2 separate regions of the Drosophila melanogaster genome follow, and region 1 is linked to region 2. Evidence: chromatin contacts called from public Hi-C data. All regions are on one chromosome and are shown on one strand. Each heading gives the region's core, a stretch centred on a gene start, on an enhancer-like site or on the middle of the called end of the contact. The rest is flanking DNA. Distances are from core to core; before and after follow the strand shown.

Evidence for each region. A called contact is a pair of places that touch in the nucleus more often than the background predicts.
Region 1: a contact with region 2 is called in a Hi-C map of the Kc167 cell line, with 3 times the contacts expected there. The contact joins the promoter of homer here to the promoter of Kdm5 in region 2. A contact is called at or near these places in 7 of 107 Hi-C or Micro-C datasets (the Kc167 cell line, the S2 cell line, embryo and 3 more).

Annotation. Positions count from the first base shown.
Region 1 is chr2L:6,721,255-6,724,685 of dm6, forward strand. It overlaps homer (homer,), which reads right to left and starts at 2,105. Exons shown (of 7, transcript NM_001273221.1): 1 at 1,939-2,105; 2 at 888-1,176; 3 at 396-832; 4 at 264-342; 5 at 1-200. The coding sequence starts at 1,943. It overlaps Liprin-alpha (Liprin-alpha,), which reads left to right and starts at 2,649. Exons shown (of 15, transcript NM_001273224.1): 1 at 2,649-2,830; 2 at 2,924-3,135.
Region 2 is chr2L:5,997,170-6,000,815 of dm6, forward strand. Kdm5 (Lysine demethylase 5) reads right to left here and starts at 2,332. Exons shown (of 5, transcript NM_001298720.1): 1 at 2,129-2,332. Tsp26A (Tetraspanin 26A) reads left to right here and starts at 3,059. Exons shown (of 5, transcript NM_001273190.1): 1 at 3,059-3,430; 2 at 3,495-3,575; 3 at 3,636-3,646. The coding sequence starts at 3,143.

The DNA.
Region 1 (3,431 bases), core at 855-3,354, 720 kb after region 2:
AGTTCCTTCTGTAGTTGTTCTGTCCGCGCCTTGAGCGTGGCCACCTCACGACGCAGTTCGTCCTCTGTGGCGCCTCCTCCGGCTGCAGCCACAACCCCGCCGCCCACGCACAGCTGCTCCATATCTCGTTTGAGGCGAATATTCTCCTCCTTGTAAGTGTGCAGCTGGCGCTTCCATTCGTCTACATTGGCAGTTGATTCCTTTGGGAGAAAAAGGCCAAAAACGATCAGTTTCAATAAATGTGAGCTTATCTTATTGCTTACCTGAAGAGCACTAGTCAGCCGTATATTGTTGTTCTTCAAGGTAGCCAGCTCGATTTCCCATTTCTTGGCATTGGCGCAGCTGAAAAGAAGGCATTATTGCCTTGAGCCAATGACGGTCAACGCTTTGCTTACCTTTGTGCCAGTGCCATTTTCAGACGCTCGTTCTCGTACTTAAGCTGCTGCTCGGCGGTGGCGCCGGCTCCAGGACCCGTGTGCATGCCCACAATGCTTCCGCCAGACGAGATGGTCACTCCACCGCCACCAGTTACCCCTGAAGTGGGCTGCGGCGAGGGCGTGGCCGATCCGATGTCCGCCTTGACATCGCTGGTATTTAGAAGCTTGTGGGAAGGACTGTCCGGATTGGCGTTCTGGGTATTCGTGTTGCTCATGTTGGGCGGCTCCACAGTGTGCGGATCGATGGCTGTGTTGTCGTTCTGCATGGAGCCCACAGCTCTCCCGGAAATGGGCGACGTGTTCGCCGAGGTGGTGGGCGTGACGGCATTCGATCCGTTGGCCGATTTCATGGCATTCTTGGTGGCCTCCTTGACCTCCTGGAACTTCTCTACGAACTGTTGAGCGATATGATTAGTATATAAATATGTGAGACATATGCTAACCACTCACCTTGGTCAATTCCGCCTCTGAGGCAAATCCCAAGCCGTACACCGTGTTTGCCCGCACATCGCTCCACTGGCCGAACTTCTGGGAGGTCTGGGTGAAGGTCATGTTGGGTGTGATCGTCGAGTTTATCACCGCCTTGGTGCCCTCGACACTGATGATGCGGTACAGATTTCGCGAGCTGTCGTAGAAGAAGCTAACGTTGACCGCCTTCATGCTGGCCGTGATCCAGGTGCGCTTCGTCTTCGGATCGATGTGGAAGACGTGCGCCTGGCAGGTGAAAATCGGTTGTTCGCTAAGGGTCATAAAGGGATTAAAGCGACAAGCGTGTGATTAATTAAAAATTCCATTTAGAGCAGGCAATAAATTGTGCTTCTGTGCTCGTGTGAGTAAACTATGGCAAAGCATTCTTTTACTGTGGTTTATTAGTCAACAGGCACTGTGTAATGCATTTATAATTAGTAGTCCTTAAGTCCCAGGATAATCCTCGTGGTCCTTATTTGATAAAGTAGGTCGATATATGTTTGTTTTTTGCGATCTGGCCTGATGCAATGACAGTTTGTTGCGGGGCGCAGGGCCCCCATCAAATCAATTCCGTATCCGTGGTAGCCTCCAGTGCCTTTATTTGTACACATATACATATATATATCTTATCTATTACCTATCCGCCGACATCGTTCGCTGAGCTCTATAACTTGTGTCTTCCCGTTATCGCTGGCGACTGTCGACCGCCGACTAAATTGCATTATGTGCTAAGCCTTTTCCGCAGCCTTGCTTGTGATTTTTGATTCTCGGGCGGAAAACACGCACGCACACACCTGCACAGTCACACACACCTGCACACCCACACACATGTAATTGGCCTGCCCACGCGTGTGCGTGTGTAGGTGTATGTTTGTGTACATATATATGTATGTATTTACGCCGCCCGCTACACACAGAACGGCAGCAACAACAACAACATCATAGGGGGGAGATGTCAGCTAGTTCGGCGTCGATTTTTCCCACAGTAAAAACGGCAGGTTTAGGCCGGTTTGGCCGCGCCCATCGGTCTTACCCCATTGTATTCGTTCTTTGGCGCTGACTGAGTGCTTCCGCAGCAGTTTATACCAATGCTAGTCGGTTTTACTTATGAATTTCACGGTTAAAAAAAATAAAACACAAATGTCTAGAGCTGGAACCAAAATCGATGTTTGTATGGTGCTATCGATGTTTTTACTGGCTCAACACCATCGATGATTTATTTATTAGCTTCCAAGCATCGATAACACATGAGCTCGTATAAGAGCAATGATTCTTATCGAATAATTTAATCGCTGTAAAGCGAATTGCAAATTAATTAAGATAAATAAATACTAAATATGTTTGTCTGTAAGGCACCATAACAATGTAATTTTTTCAAAAACATGTGTAGCTGTTGAAGCATTGCATTTAAATGACGGAAGTTACAAAATAATTTCAGATAAAAGTGATAAGTTTTTTTGACTGTCTAGTTGTGCGCCTACATGTAGTTTGAATATTTGTTAGATATGGTTTTCTTTGTGCGGTGTGGCAGCATTAGTTTTAGTACACATTTTTCTAATACTTGACGATAGGTCAAATGGCAACTCCTGATCGGCAATAATATTTGCATATAATTTAGCTTTGAACATAAATAGACTGCCACAAAAACTTTAAAACAACACATTTTACTTCTATATTTTTTGGACGAAATAGAACCACTGAAAAAATTCATGAAATGTAGTACATTTTGTAGTGAAGAACCAGGGTTGGTTTACGGATTTTAGCCGTTTTGCCATCTGGTAACACTGACCAGTTTCTCATCGTTAAAAAATCCATTTGGAATTCGGTTTATTTAATTAAAAGCAGCCGGGACACCTATGCGAAGGGCAAAAAGCGGCCAGAGTTGTTGTTGCTGCTGCTGCCCAGCCGCCGTGCGATCGATCGGGGTACGTGTTCCGGCGTAACGAGGAGTACGAGGCGATTTTCTCGCAGCCTCTTTTTTTTCACACGAACGCCGTCCCACTAAACCGAAATTTCAGGTGAAAAACTCATTGGAACGCATTTAAAAGCGGCGTAAGCTCGCACCTGCTGCTCGTTTAACCCTGTTTCGGGTATATGTGATTGCAAAATGCGACAGCGACACACCTAGGCACACAAAATATGCCAGTTATGCGAAAGAGAAAAAGTACTGTGCCTGTGTGCGTGCGCGTGTGAGTGTGTATGCCGTGCGTGTGCCCCCGCCTGCGACAGTGTGCGTATGTGTTGGTGTAGAAAACTTGTTATCAATGCGGCGCCTATGATAAGTCTCATTAGACATGTTTCTCCCACTATGCTGGGTATTTCAATTGGAATGGCTAGCGAACGTGTGTGTGTGTAGTAAAATATCCGGACTCCATAGAATGGACATTTTGTATGAATTAATTGAATTTACTTTATAAATTCAATTAACATAAAGAATTTGATTTTATGCAGAAGAAGCTACAGCATTAAGTATCTCCCATATGCGGAATCACAGACAAAAATTCAATCACGCCAATTCATTTATGA
Region 2 (3,646 bases), core at 1,082-3,581:
TTGTGGTGCCTGCACTCAACCCTCGCAGGTAAACAAACAACATTTACAGAGGTGAAAACTCGACTTTGCGACGGTGCAAGTGCAGTTACCAAACGATTACTTCGGTTGTGAGGTTGTATCCAGTGCCGCCGGCGGGATCGCAGGATGGGCAACTGCACTGGACCTAGGCGAAGTAATGCCTTTCTCGCATGTTTCCCTCCAGGGGGATGTGGCTTCTCCCGAGGAGTAATAGAGAGAGAGAGAGAGAGTGCAGCGGCGATTAGCCAGCAGCACTGAATTTGTTGCATACAAAAGTGGAGCACGCCAATACAGGCACAACCCCGGACACGAACACGGGGGATTTCCTGGCCGTGTGTATGTATAACATAGCGACCAATAAACTTACAAATTCGATAGCGAACATGTATACACCAAGTGTGCAAAAGGGGATTATACTTATACGCATTGTATTCAAAACATTCAGCACACAGGACCTTCATGCACACACACACACACACTAACACAAGCACATACACTGAGCAAAAGGTGAAAGCTGTTATCTACGAATTCAGCTGACGAAATCGAGAAGCGGAAACGAAGCCATGTTGAAAACCACTGTCAACTCCAACTTCCGGCTGGAGTTCCCAACAGATTTTTCGCGTTTGTCAGCTAGACACAAGGAAGCCGCCGCGACAGAGCTTTGCTTTGGTGGTTGTTGTGACGCACACACACTCTCGCACGAATGTGGGGCGCCACTGCCACTGCTGCCACCACCGAAAAGGGAGTAGAAGTGGGTGGGCAATGTGTGCCTGCCTGACTGACTGGCGGTGCGTGCGTATGTGTGTGTGTGTATAGTTTCCCGTGTGCTTGATCAGGAAGAGCCCGCTCTCGCCTAGAGAGAGCGAGATGAGCGACGACGAGTACCGTTTTTGTGTATCAAGTGAGCAAAGTACATCGTCGACAGCGACGCCGGCAGAGGCATGCTACGTTTGCTGCTCTGCTCGGGATAATGGGATATTATTTCCCTGCGAATCCGTTCCAAATCAAAATCGGTGGATTGCGATTTCGGATTATTGATTGGGCAGCACGGCGTCGTGACAAGTGCCATTTTCCAAACTGCAGCCAGCTGTTCGCTGTTAGTGTTGGACGGGGGAAACTGATTTTCCGTTCTGCGGCCGCCGATCGCTCGGAAAAGCAGCCTAAGCCGAAAGCTTCTTTTATATAATTTCCATTTTCAGCCGCGCACACACACCCGCACGCAGCTTACACGGGCACAAACAAACAGCTTACACGGACACGGGGCACGACAGACACAGGTACGCGAATACAGGCACACACATTCGCACCGAGCATGTACATAAATATGGATGGATTTGGCGAAATTAGCACTGGATATTGGTTACTTTCCAGCAGGAGCGCAAAATTTACGCATTTGCCCTGCCATATTGCACATTTCCAACGGTGGGGGGAGTGGCGGTGAGCGGAAACAGAAAAGCTGAACTGATTTTTTTTTTTGGAAGGTGACTGCAGCACTGTACTTTTCGAATAGTAACTCCCCGCGAACAGCTCGACTGGAGCTATATATTCACTATATACTTGAAAGTCACTAAACTCAGTGGCATATATTGGCTTTCCAGGCGTGGGATCACAATATTTTTCGCTATGATGGCGACCGGGCAGCGACGCAACGCACTTTGCAGCGCTGTCGCTGCTCTGCTGGCGTGTGCAATTGGTGCGCGATTTTCCGTCCGCGGTTTTCCACCGTAATCCGTTCATCCGCGACGTGGTTCCTAACCTAGCCGCGACCTGGCGTTGTCTTCTGGCCGCATTTTCACAATTATTACGGATTTTCGGAATCCCGATTGCGCTGCCAGCAGAGGGAACACACATACAAACATTTTCCACGACTAGTGCGGGGGGTTGTTTTCGCTGTTGGCCAACGCAGAGGCTGCAATCCGCACTTTTCCTGATCTATATGCACCGACTTGGCCAGGTGGGCGTCTGCGTTTTGCTAGTTTGTTCGCTTTTCGCTGCTAATTAAACGTTTTCAGCCATCAGAAGTGCCCCTAAACTCACACACTGGCACGCACACAATCGCACTGGGTTCGGGCACTGGGAACTGGGCACCCTACACTGGGCAAAAACTCACTGTCGTCATAGGAAGTCGTTGGAAGACGCGCACGCTCGGTATGTGATCGAAATGAGTGTTCCATAAAACCACCGAGCACGGCACTGGCGAGGTGGCTTTAATGCGAATTTACTTTTCTGATTTCTTTCTCCGATGTCTGCGTTTTTTCCTGCTACATGTGTCCAGTGTGACCCGTCGTCGAAGTGCCGGAAACGTCGATCTGCCCCACAAAAGTTCGGGAAAATACCAGCCACCGTCCGCGTTGTGCAGCACTGGCCTTCAAATCAAACACAGTTTCTTATCGGCGGAGGTCGACGAATCGGATCTCGTCTTATCGCCGACCCCCCGTTTATTGTTTCGTTTCTGTATTAGATTCAAAATCAGTTCGGTCATAGGCGTTACTCAGTCTAGCCGGCGCCGCGTTTAACACTATGCCGGTTCAGGGACAGGACTTGAAACATCCATAGGATCCATCGAGCATATACGCAAGGTTTCCTAAGTACGCTTTTTTAATTAATTTTATGAAATGTGTTTCAATACAGTGGTAAGCTAAAAAAAGAAAGTTTGGCATTCTACAAGAGTGAATTATATTCTAAGTTATTAATATAAGTAAGTGAGCTCTTTTATTGTTTTTAGAATACTGTGTGTTAATTTAAGCCTTGGCTTTAAGAATTTGAATTTGTATAATATATTTAAAATAACCAGTAGACATAAGTATTTAGTTAACGGTAATGCCTATGAAATTGTTGTTGCTCAACTCAACAAATCAGCAGAAAATGAAATAAATACGCAAACTGGTTTCTGTAAAATACATTGTTTATGCAAGATCAATAAAAAAAAAACAAACATCCAAGTTTTAAAGTTCGTAAGATTGAACAAAATGGCGGTTTTCTTGGGAAACGGTATTCTTTGCAACGTATTTGGAGCCGTCGCACTGCGTGATAAAAAAAGTGCAGTCACGGTCACACTGGCGAGCAGAATTTCATACGTTTTTGTTTCCTTTTGGCCATATTTATTATTGTTAAAATTGGAGCAATGCCAGCTGCTGTGCGCAAGTTCCGCCGCGAGACCAGTGAAATCAGCTGCTGTCTGAAGTACCTTTTGTTCGCCAGCAATGTGATCCTGTGGCTCTCGGCCCTGCTGGTCCTCTCCGTTGGCATCTGGGCCTGGAGCGAGAAGGGCATGTTCCGCAACATTGCGCGGCTGCACTTCATCGCCCTGGACCCGGCCTTCGTCCTGATCATCCTGGGAGGCGTCACCTTCCTACTGGGCTTCATGGGCAGCGTGGGCGCCTTGCGCGAGAACACCTGCCTCCTGGGGGCGGTGGGTACCACATTGTTAGTGGATCCCCTCTGGACCTAGTTAATCCTTATTTTTCCGCTTGCAGTACGCCATCTTCTTGAGTGTCTTGCTTATCGCAGAGATCGGCTTCTGTGCCGTGGCCTTCGTGCTCAAGGACAAGGGCTGGGTGAGTTCCATTTGAAGGCCACTATTCTAGCCAGCCATTACTAAGGTTTGCCTTTTCCAGATCAAAGACCA